Linked DNA regions of Triticum aestivum: region 2 is linked to region 1. Evidence: chromatin contacts called from public Hi-C data. All regions are on one chromosome and are shown on one strand. Each heading gives the region's core, a stretch centred on a gene start, on an enhancer-like site or on the middle of the called end of the contact. The rest is flanking DNA. Distances are from core to core; before and after follow the strand shown.

Region 1 (4,030 bases), core at 1,224-3,723:
TGAGGGACCTAGTCCCTGCAACACCACGCTCCGTCTGCCGGCAACCGCGGTGACAGACGAGCGCTCGACAATCGGTAGATAGATAGACGAAAAACCTCATGGGGCGATCAGATCAGCGCTGGAGTACTAAACCCTAGCAGAGAGGGTAACATACTCCAACCGTAATGCCCAGACACAGCTACGGGGCATTGCACTCACGACCCACACAAATCATACACATGCGGAAAAAGGAACAGCGGCTCAGCCCACGACGGAAAACTTACGCGACACGTACATGAACATAAACGGAGCGAGGAACATGCATCTTGGTGCGTCGATCGTACGGTTAGTAAGTTAGACGAGACATAACTAATGAGAATTAGCAAATCCGTATGAAAAATAGTACTTCTATATTTTGCTCTCTTTTTTGCGAAACAGAGGGAAAGAATAATCTTGAATAGACCGTCGTTTTAGACGTGGTTTTGCGTTCCCACGCAAACCGAAGATGTACAATCGTCGCGAAATTCAATGGGAGTGGCTAAAAGATGGACCCCTATATATTTTAAAGGGGTCAGCCGATCCTATATATTTTAAAGGGGTCAGCCGATTCCTAACTTTCCATCTCAACCATTGAATCAAGATTCAACGGCCAGGCCTTCATCTTCAACCTCAAAACGGTATGACATTGTTTCTCTTCTTCTTCATCTGTCCATCTCCAGATCCAACCCTTACCGAACCGCCTACCTCCGCGACCGGCTAGCGCAAATGCCAGCCTGGCCGCCCCGCCCTTCCGCCGCCCACGGACATCCCTCTAACGGCGAGCCTGCCACCCTACCACCCTAAGATAGATCGTCGGCGAGCCTGTCACCCTCGTCACCGGCTTTTACCTCCAAAAATCAACTTACCCAAATTGTAAATTCAAACGACTTACATTACATATAGCTATTGTGAAATTCAAACTACCTGCGTGTGCGACACAAATATTTCTGCAGGAAAAATATTCCCCCCGTAAGTCCGGAACAGCATTGACGCGGAAATCTCAACGCACAGGCACAGACGTCTCAACGCATCCGAGGAACCCCTCCAAGCTCACCGCCGACGACCCGCGCGGCCCCTCCCAAGCGGCCGCCATCGCGCGCGCGATCACCTCCGCCTTCCTTCTCATCTGGCCGCCCTTCTCCGTCTCCCCCATCACCGTCCCCACGGCGTCGGCCACGGCCCCCATCGCCACCACCGAGCTCTCCATGTTCCCCCGCGCCACCTCCACGCAGACGCCCCGCTCCACCACCAGCATCGCGTTGAAGAACTGCTCGGCCCCCAGCGGCCACCCGATCACCGGCACGCCGTGGCACAGGCTCTCGAGGATGGAGTTCCACCCGCAGTGGCTCATGAACGCGCCGGTGGACGGGTGCGCCAGGATCCGCACCTGCGGCGCCCAGCCGCGCACCAGCAGTCCCCTGTTGGCCCCGGCCGTTCGCTCCTCGAAGCCCGCCGGGAGCCACTCCGGCTTGAATCCGTCCTTCGCGTCGAGCCCCAGCGGTGGCCGGAGGACCCAGAGGAACGGCCGCCCGCTGGCCTCCAGGCCCAGTGCCAGCTCCGTCATCTGATCGGCGTTGATGCTGTTCTGCGACCCGAAGGATATGTACAGCACCGAGCGCGGCGGGTGCGCGTCCAGCCACCGGAATATGATGGCATCGTCCTGCGAGGCCGACGGAGTCGTCGGCGCCGCGAGAATTGGCCCGATCGGCCATGGTTGGACGCCGAAGGTCCTCCTGAGCATGTCTAGCCCGGAGGACTCGAGCTCTTGTACAGTGTTGACAAGGACCGCATCGGTCTTGCGGCAAAGCGAGATGACCCGCCGGAAGAAGGCCGTCCAGGGATCGGACCCGGTCGCCGCGAGCATGTACCGCGGGATCTGCGTGCGGTGGAGGACGACGCTGGGGAAATCGGGCAGAGGGAACTCGTCGCCGGCGGCGAGCGTGTGCGGCAGGTGCTCCCACACGGAGAAGAAGACGGCGAAGCCGAAGGCGCCGCCGGTGAGGAAGACCGCGTGGAACGCGCGGTGCGCGCGGGCGACGTCGGCCGTCCAGCCGAAGAAGGCGTCGGCGACGATGCAGACCGGGGACCGGATGCCGGAGACGAACCCTTCGAAGGCGGGGCGGAGGGACTCGGACGCCTGGAAGAAGGTGATGAACTGGTGGACGTGGAGGTCGGCGAGGCAGTCGGTGCCGGGCGGCAGGCCGTGGTCCGCGGGCGCGAACGGGAGCGCTTGGAGGCGGATAGGAGGGTTGGTGGGCGGGAGGGAGATGGAATCGAGGATGCGCGCGGTGGAGACTAGGGTGACGGCGATGCCCGGGCGCCGCTCGTGGAGGAGGCCGGCGAGGCGGAGGAAGGCGGGGACGTGGCCGCGCGCGAGGAAGGGGAAGAGGACGACGTGCGGGTGCTGCCTCCCTGCTTCCTCTGCTGCCATGGTAGTGGTCTGTCTGACCTCTGACGGGTGTCGCTTGTTCGGTGGAGTATAGTGACCCTGGAGGCCTGGACCTTGAGAACCACATTCGTAAGGGCAACTCCCAACGCGCGACGAATTTTGTCCGTCCGCGTGCGATTCGTTTTGGGTCAAAACGGATAGAAACTGCGGCCCAACCCATCGACATAAATGGACCCTATCCGGTTTTCATCCACTCGCGACCTATCTCCGGCCTAAATTTGAGCCCGGTATGCGTCGAGGCGGACATGGCGCATGGCGTGACTCCCACTCTTTTCTCCCCTGACCCATTCGTCGGTGGCACATTCATCTCATTTCCCACTCTCTCCCAAAACCCTTCGCCACCCTGCCCACTCACCATGGCCGACGCGACAAACCCCGTCGCCGCCGCTGTCCCCGCCGTCACGGTTGACGGCGTGGCTGTCCGAGCAGTGGACCATGCAGTCAACGAAGAGGGTTGGCCGGAGAAAGGTTCGCAAGTGTGCCGGTATGAACTACCGTTGGACGCACCGGCCAGGTTTGGACAGACGCAGCTGGACAGCATGCCTTCGATCGACCCAAACGGATAAAAAACGTGAATTGCACTAAGTTTAGGAAGCTCAGATAAAACTCAGTTGAGAGTGTCAAAAGTTCAGAAAGACCATGTTGTTCCAGCAAAAGCACATTCATATTCCAACTGTGAGAAATACTAAACCCAAACCTAAGCAAGAGGCACAGCACCACGTCCAGGGAGGAACCCTGGCTGAACTACTCAGGGTTACTGCCTGGACTTGACGGTACCTTCTTCAGAGAGGCTAACATACATACACGATCCCACTGTTATCAGTCAGTATTATTTATCCCACTAGAAAACAATTGACAGAAAGAATGAGTGCATGCTCCCAAGATCCCCATCATAAGCAACAGGGGAAAGGGAGCAACGGGTATTGATTGCCTTTCACTAACTGAACTTATATATATAAATACATCATGAGCTATCCTTCTTCGAAGAACAATCAGAAGTAGGCGACGACGCCAAGCTCACCCGAGCCCTATCTTTCGACTCGCTTAACATAACTACAACATGCCGCATCGGCGGTCTCTCGTACGGCGACAGGTTACTACATAGCAGAGCAATTTTCAAGACCTCGATCATATGATCGACGACGGCTTTATCTTCCAAATCAAGATTACTGTCGAAGATCCCTGGACCCAGAGAATTGTCCCTGATGTAATTTTTGGCCCATGTTACCAGATCACCTCCCAACTCTATCGGTTGCACAGGCGCACGACCGGTTAGCAGCTCCAACAGCACGACGCCATAGCTGTATATGTCAGATTTCTCGGTCACCTTCATGGTGTACGCATACTCTGATCAAATGAAAAGAACTGGATCAGTACTTTGTTGACCATTCATCGCTTAACTAAAGATTCAAGTAAAAAAAGCATATAGGGCAAGATAGCAGTGACATGCAAATGGAATTTGCTTTGTAGGATGTGGAGAAAACTTAAGACTCACCTGGTGCAATATAGCCATATGAACCAGCAATTGCAGACATAGACTTTGAGACTGGCATGTCAATCACC
Region 2 (4,118 bases), core at 23-2,522, 310 kb after region 1:
TTAGACATTTTGCAAAGATGTCAGCCTTTTTTCTAGACGTTTATATTTATGATGCCGGAGAGTCTGACTTTTAATCTGAATGCCTCCATAGTCCCGCTGACCCGCTAGACCGGCTAACGCGTCTTATTTGCCAGAGCGTCTGACTTATTGGACACAAGGCAGACCATCTGATAATTTGTGTAAAGTTGTCGTTTACTAAGGTAGTCTCGCAGTTTGGCGTGTCACGCTCGTCAGATCCTCCAACCTACCCGGTTATTCCCTCGCCAGATTGGTAGGCGCATTTGGTCTCTTTAAATATGTTTTCCTGCATCGACCCATCCCCGTTCGCCTGCAAAACCCCCCATTTCTTCCCGCCTGAGCTTCTTCCCCTCCCAGTCTGCCCGCCTGAGTTTCTTCCTCTACGAATCCAAATCCAACAAGGAAGGATGTCACCATTACCTAGCATCAAGGACGTCGCCAAACCCTGTGGCCGTAGGAGCTTGTTGCCATCTCCATGGAGGAAGCATGTATTTATCTTCTGTGACGTCGTCAACTCCTTGTGTTACAAGTATCACCGGTGATGGCCACCCTCCGATCTGCCTCAAGGGCAAGTTTTTATTGTGTGATGAGACGAGTCATGAACTCTGTGAGTAGGTACGAGTCCATGGTCTTTATGTTTTAGAATATCTGTTAGGCCCTATTCCAATATGCTACACTGTGAAAGTAAAAACCGAATATTTTTATTAATAGTAATTAATAAAAAGGAAAAACTAGTTGCTCCACATGACTTGTACATAGCTGCACATTTGACATGTTTTGACCAAAAGAGTTGTAGTACAATCTGCAGTGCACCACTACAGGAGTATATGCAGAAGCAACTACTCGTACGTGGACTTGGGTTTACAACCTTTTTACAGACTCTGGTGGCCAAATTCGCTTGACTAGAATTTTAAATCCCCAGGCTTTGCTTGGTTAAAAAAAATCCTTGGATTGGAGCAAGGCATCCTGTATCTGAAAAAGATGTTGTGCTGCGTCGTCTGTCGTAGTTGGCACAAAAATGAAAATATATATGCATCCAAGAGGACAGCATCTGCGGTTGATGTGCCGGTATGAGCTGTGAAAACGCTGCCTGAAGCATCCGTGGACGTGCTTCCTCATGCATGGACGTCTCTCTCTCTCTGAAACAAACAACTGGTTTTCGCGAACAGTGGTCCTTGTGCAACAGTGAACAGTGGTCGCACCAGCGTCCGTGTGGCCAGTTGCTTGCTGATGGCACGAGAGGCCCAGCACAGGCAAAAGGGCATCAACTGAGGGCGGGCCAGTATTGCACTGTTTTGTGATGGCGTCGTTATGGCAACTGCCAAGGCCAGGACGAAGATGTCGCTCGCGGGAGGCCTACCGCGCGGCCCCTCCAGCCCAATATTCTTGCGCCTTTTTTACCGCAACGGATGCACCGCGGGTAATCCCTATTTGGCGCTGCAGGCGCCGGTTACAGCTGTTTCCGCAAACCGGCGCCTGCAGCGGAGTTAGATGGGCTCGGCCCAACTATCTGTTTGATAGTCAAAAAAGGAGGGCTAAGGAATGTGTGCGTACCCAGGAATCGAACCAGCGATATCTCTGTTGCGAGATCCCTCCACTAACCACTACGCCAGCTTCCCTCTCGCGAATACGAACCTCCTTTCATCCTTCTTATATACATACAGCAAATACCCACTATGTTCTCCATGTTTTTTTCCCTTTCCTTTTTTCTTAAATGCGTGGAATGTTTCGAAATAGACGATATTTTTTTCTAATTCGTGAACTTTTTCTTTAAATCGATGAACTTTTTTTTAATTTCAATGAAATTTTTTCAAGTTTGATGATTTTTTTTCAATTTCAATGAACTTTTTTTTCAAACTTGATTCACTCTCTTTTCAAAATGAATGAACGTTTTAACATTTTGATGAACTTATTTTAAAAATCGATGAACTTTTCTAAATCCGATGAACTTTTTTCAATTCGATGAACTTTTTTTTTCAAATCCAATGAACTATTTTCAATTCGATGAACTTTTTTTCAAATCCAATGAATTATTTTCAATTCAATGAATTTTTTTAAATCTGATGAACTTTTTTCAAATCCGATGAACTTTTTGAAAATTGATGAACTTTTCTTAGATCTGTGAACTTTTTTTTCAAAATCGATGATTTTTTTTCGAAATCCATGAACTTTTTAAATTTTGATGAACTTCTTTGAAAATCGATGAACTTTTTTTCAATTCAATGAACTTTTTTTTCAAAATCCATGCACTTTTTTTTGAAAATTGATGAATTTTTTCGAATTCAATGAACTTTTCTTCGAAAACAGTGAACTTTTTTTCAAATTTGTGAACTTTTTTCAAAATGGATGAAGGTTTTTTCGAAATTGATGATCTTTTTCTATTTTTCACGAACCATTTTTCATATTCGTGGTTTTTTTGTGAATTTCTTTTTCAAATAATTTACTTTGGGTATATAATATATCTGTGGAGGAATGGTCAAATGTACCTCGTTTCTGGTAGTTGACAAGCTTAGCACCTCGGTCTGGTGGTTCGGGCGTTAGGTTGCTATACCTTAGGTGATGGGTTCGAGTTCCAGTTTCTGCATCCTAGTTTTTTGCTGTTTTTTCTCCTCGATTGGGCCGGCCCGCTAGCTCCCGCTGCGAGCGCTGTTTGCGCTAATCGGCGCTTGCAGCGCCGACTAGGAGCTCCCTGCACCGCGTCCGCGAGCATCGTGGTCTGAAAATCCATGAAGCCACAGCCGATCACAGCCACTGCGTGGATTTGATTTTGGTGGCGTGAGCTGGGTCAGTGTCACGGACCCAAGTACCTCTACAGCCCATGACCCTGGAGAAGGCCGGTCCAAGAGGAAGAAGCGGCCCAGCCACAAGTTCGACCCAGCAACCTGGGAACTGGGGGATAAGAGTTGGTGTGCGTTAGGTGGAGAGGCATCGAGAATCATCTGGACTTGTACTCTCATCCTGATCCCCTTCTTCCTCCTCGAACCCTACCTCCCCTGAACTCCAATTCCTCCTGTACCACTATGAACTAGAGTAAATCGAGTTGAGGGACGTAACATATGGTATCAGATTTGACTGATTATCTCCAGAAGCCCATCTTCTCCACGCGCAATCAACGTCACACCCTCGAAATGGAGCAACGCATCGACGAGCTTGCGGCAACGCTCAAGCGCATCCAGGAGCAGAACGCCTCCATCCAAGAGGCGGTGGTGACATCGACGGCCCTTTTCGAGGAGGTCAAGCCGTCCGTGAAGGGTCTCGCGGAGTGGCGACCGGCGCTCGAGCGCTCGGTCGACGATCTGCGCACCAAGATCGGTGGCGTCCGCCGTGACTTGGACACTGTCATCCGCAACCCCGCCCTCACCCTCAAGCCGACGGATCTGCCACCCTTGATCCCACGATCTGGTGGTGGGACGACTTCGGAGGCGAGCAAGGACACGCACAGGCCCGATGGCAGCCACGACAACAATTCGACTCGGGGGTCTGGATCTGGGGTAGTAACTACCCTCATTCCGCCTCCGGCCATGGGTACGTACACTCTCGAGGATTCCCGTTCACGATCGTTAGTCCGTCCTCTCGAGCCGCTACCACTGTCTGGGGAGTTCTCGCGCCAGCGGAATGCCTCCCGTTCGGGCAGCCCACATCGTTTTCGTTCCCCTTCCATTCCCCGTCCCAAACTTGATTTTCCACCATTTTGGGGAGAGAGGCCCCGCAGTTGGAAACGGAATTGCGAGTCCTATTTCCGTGTGTTTCACCTTGATCCGGAGCTTTGGGTAGACACTGCTGCTATGCATTTTTCGGGGCCGGCGATGATTTGGCTCGAAAATGGAGGGTTTACCTTGCGTAACCTGACTTGGGAAGCCTTCTGTTCATTGGTCTGTGACCAATTCGAGCGCAACGAGTTTTCCTCTCTGTTGCGCCAGCTCTTCCACTTACGCCAAACAGATTCAGTTTTAGCTTATGTTACTCAATTTAATGAGCTTATGCACTCCCTTTTGGCACATAGCAGTTCGTGAGATCCAGCCCTTTTTCTCTCTCGCTTCGTAGATGGTCTTAAGGATGAAATTCGTGTTGTTGTTCTTGTGCATAATCCTCACGACCTG

The links. A called contact is a pair of places that touch in the nucleus more often than the background predicts.
Region 2: a Hi-C map of leaf shows a contact between it and region 1, with 5 times the contacts expected there. The contact joins two enhancer-like sites. A contact is called at or near these places in 2 of 5 Hi-C or Micro-C datasets (both in leaf).

What each region holds. Positions count from the first base shown.
Region 1 is chr2D:463,279,003-463,283,032 of IWGSC CS RefSeq v2.1, forward strand. It overlaps the pseudogene LOC123053847. Among protein-coding and RNA genes, the nearest start is that of LOC123049579, 100 kb to the left of the region's middle. Within about 2 kb of position 2,474, at least 8 of the 8 cell types and tissues checked have an H3K27ac peak or open chromatin away from gene starts, as enhancers often do. A contact at or near this core is called in leaf, where this site is marked.
Region 2 is chr2D:463,589,444-463,593,561 of IWGSC CS RefSeq v2.1, forward strand. No RefSeq gene overlaps it. Among protein-coding and RNA genes, the nearest start is that of LOC123053850, 12 kb to the right of the region's middle. Within about 2 kb of position 1,273, at least 5 of the 8 cell types and tissues checked have an H3K27ac peak or open chromatin away from gene starts, as enhancers often do. A contact at or near this core is called in leaf, where this site is marked.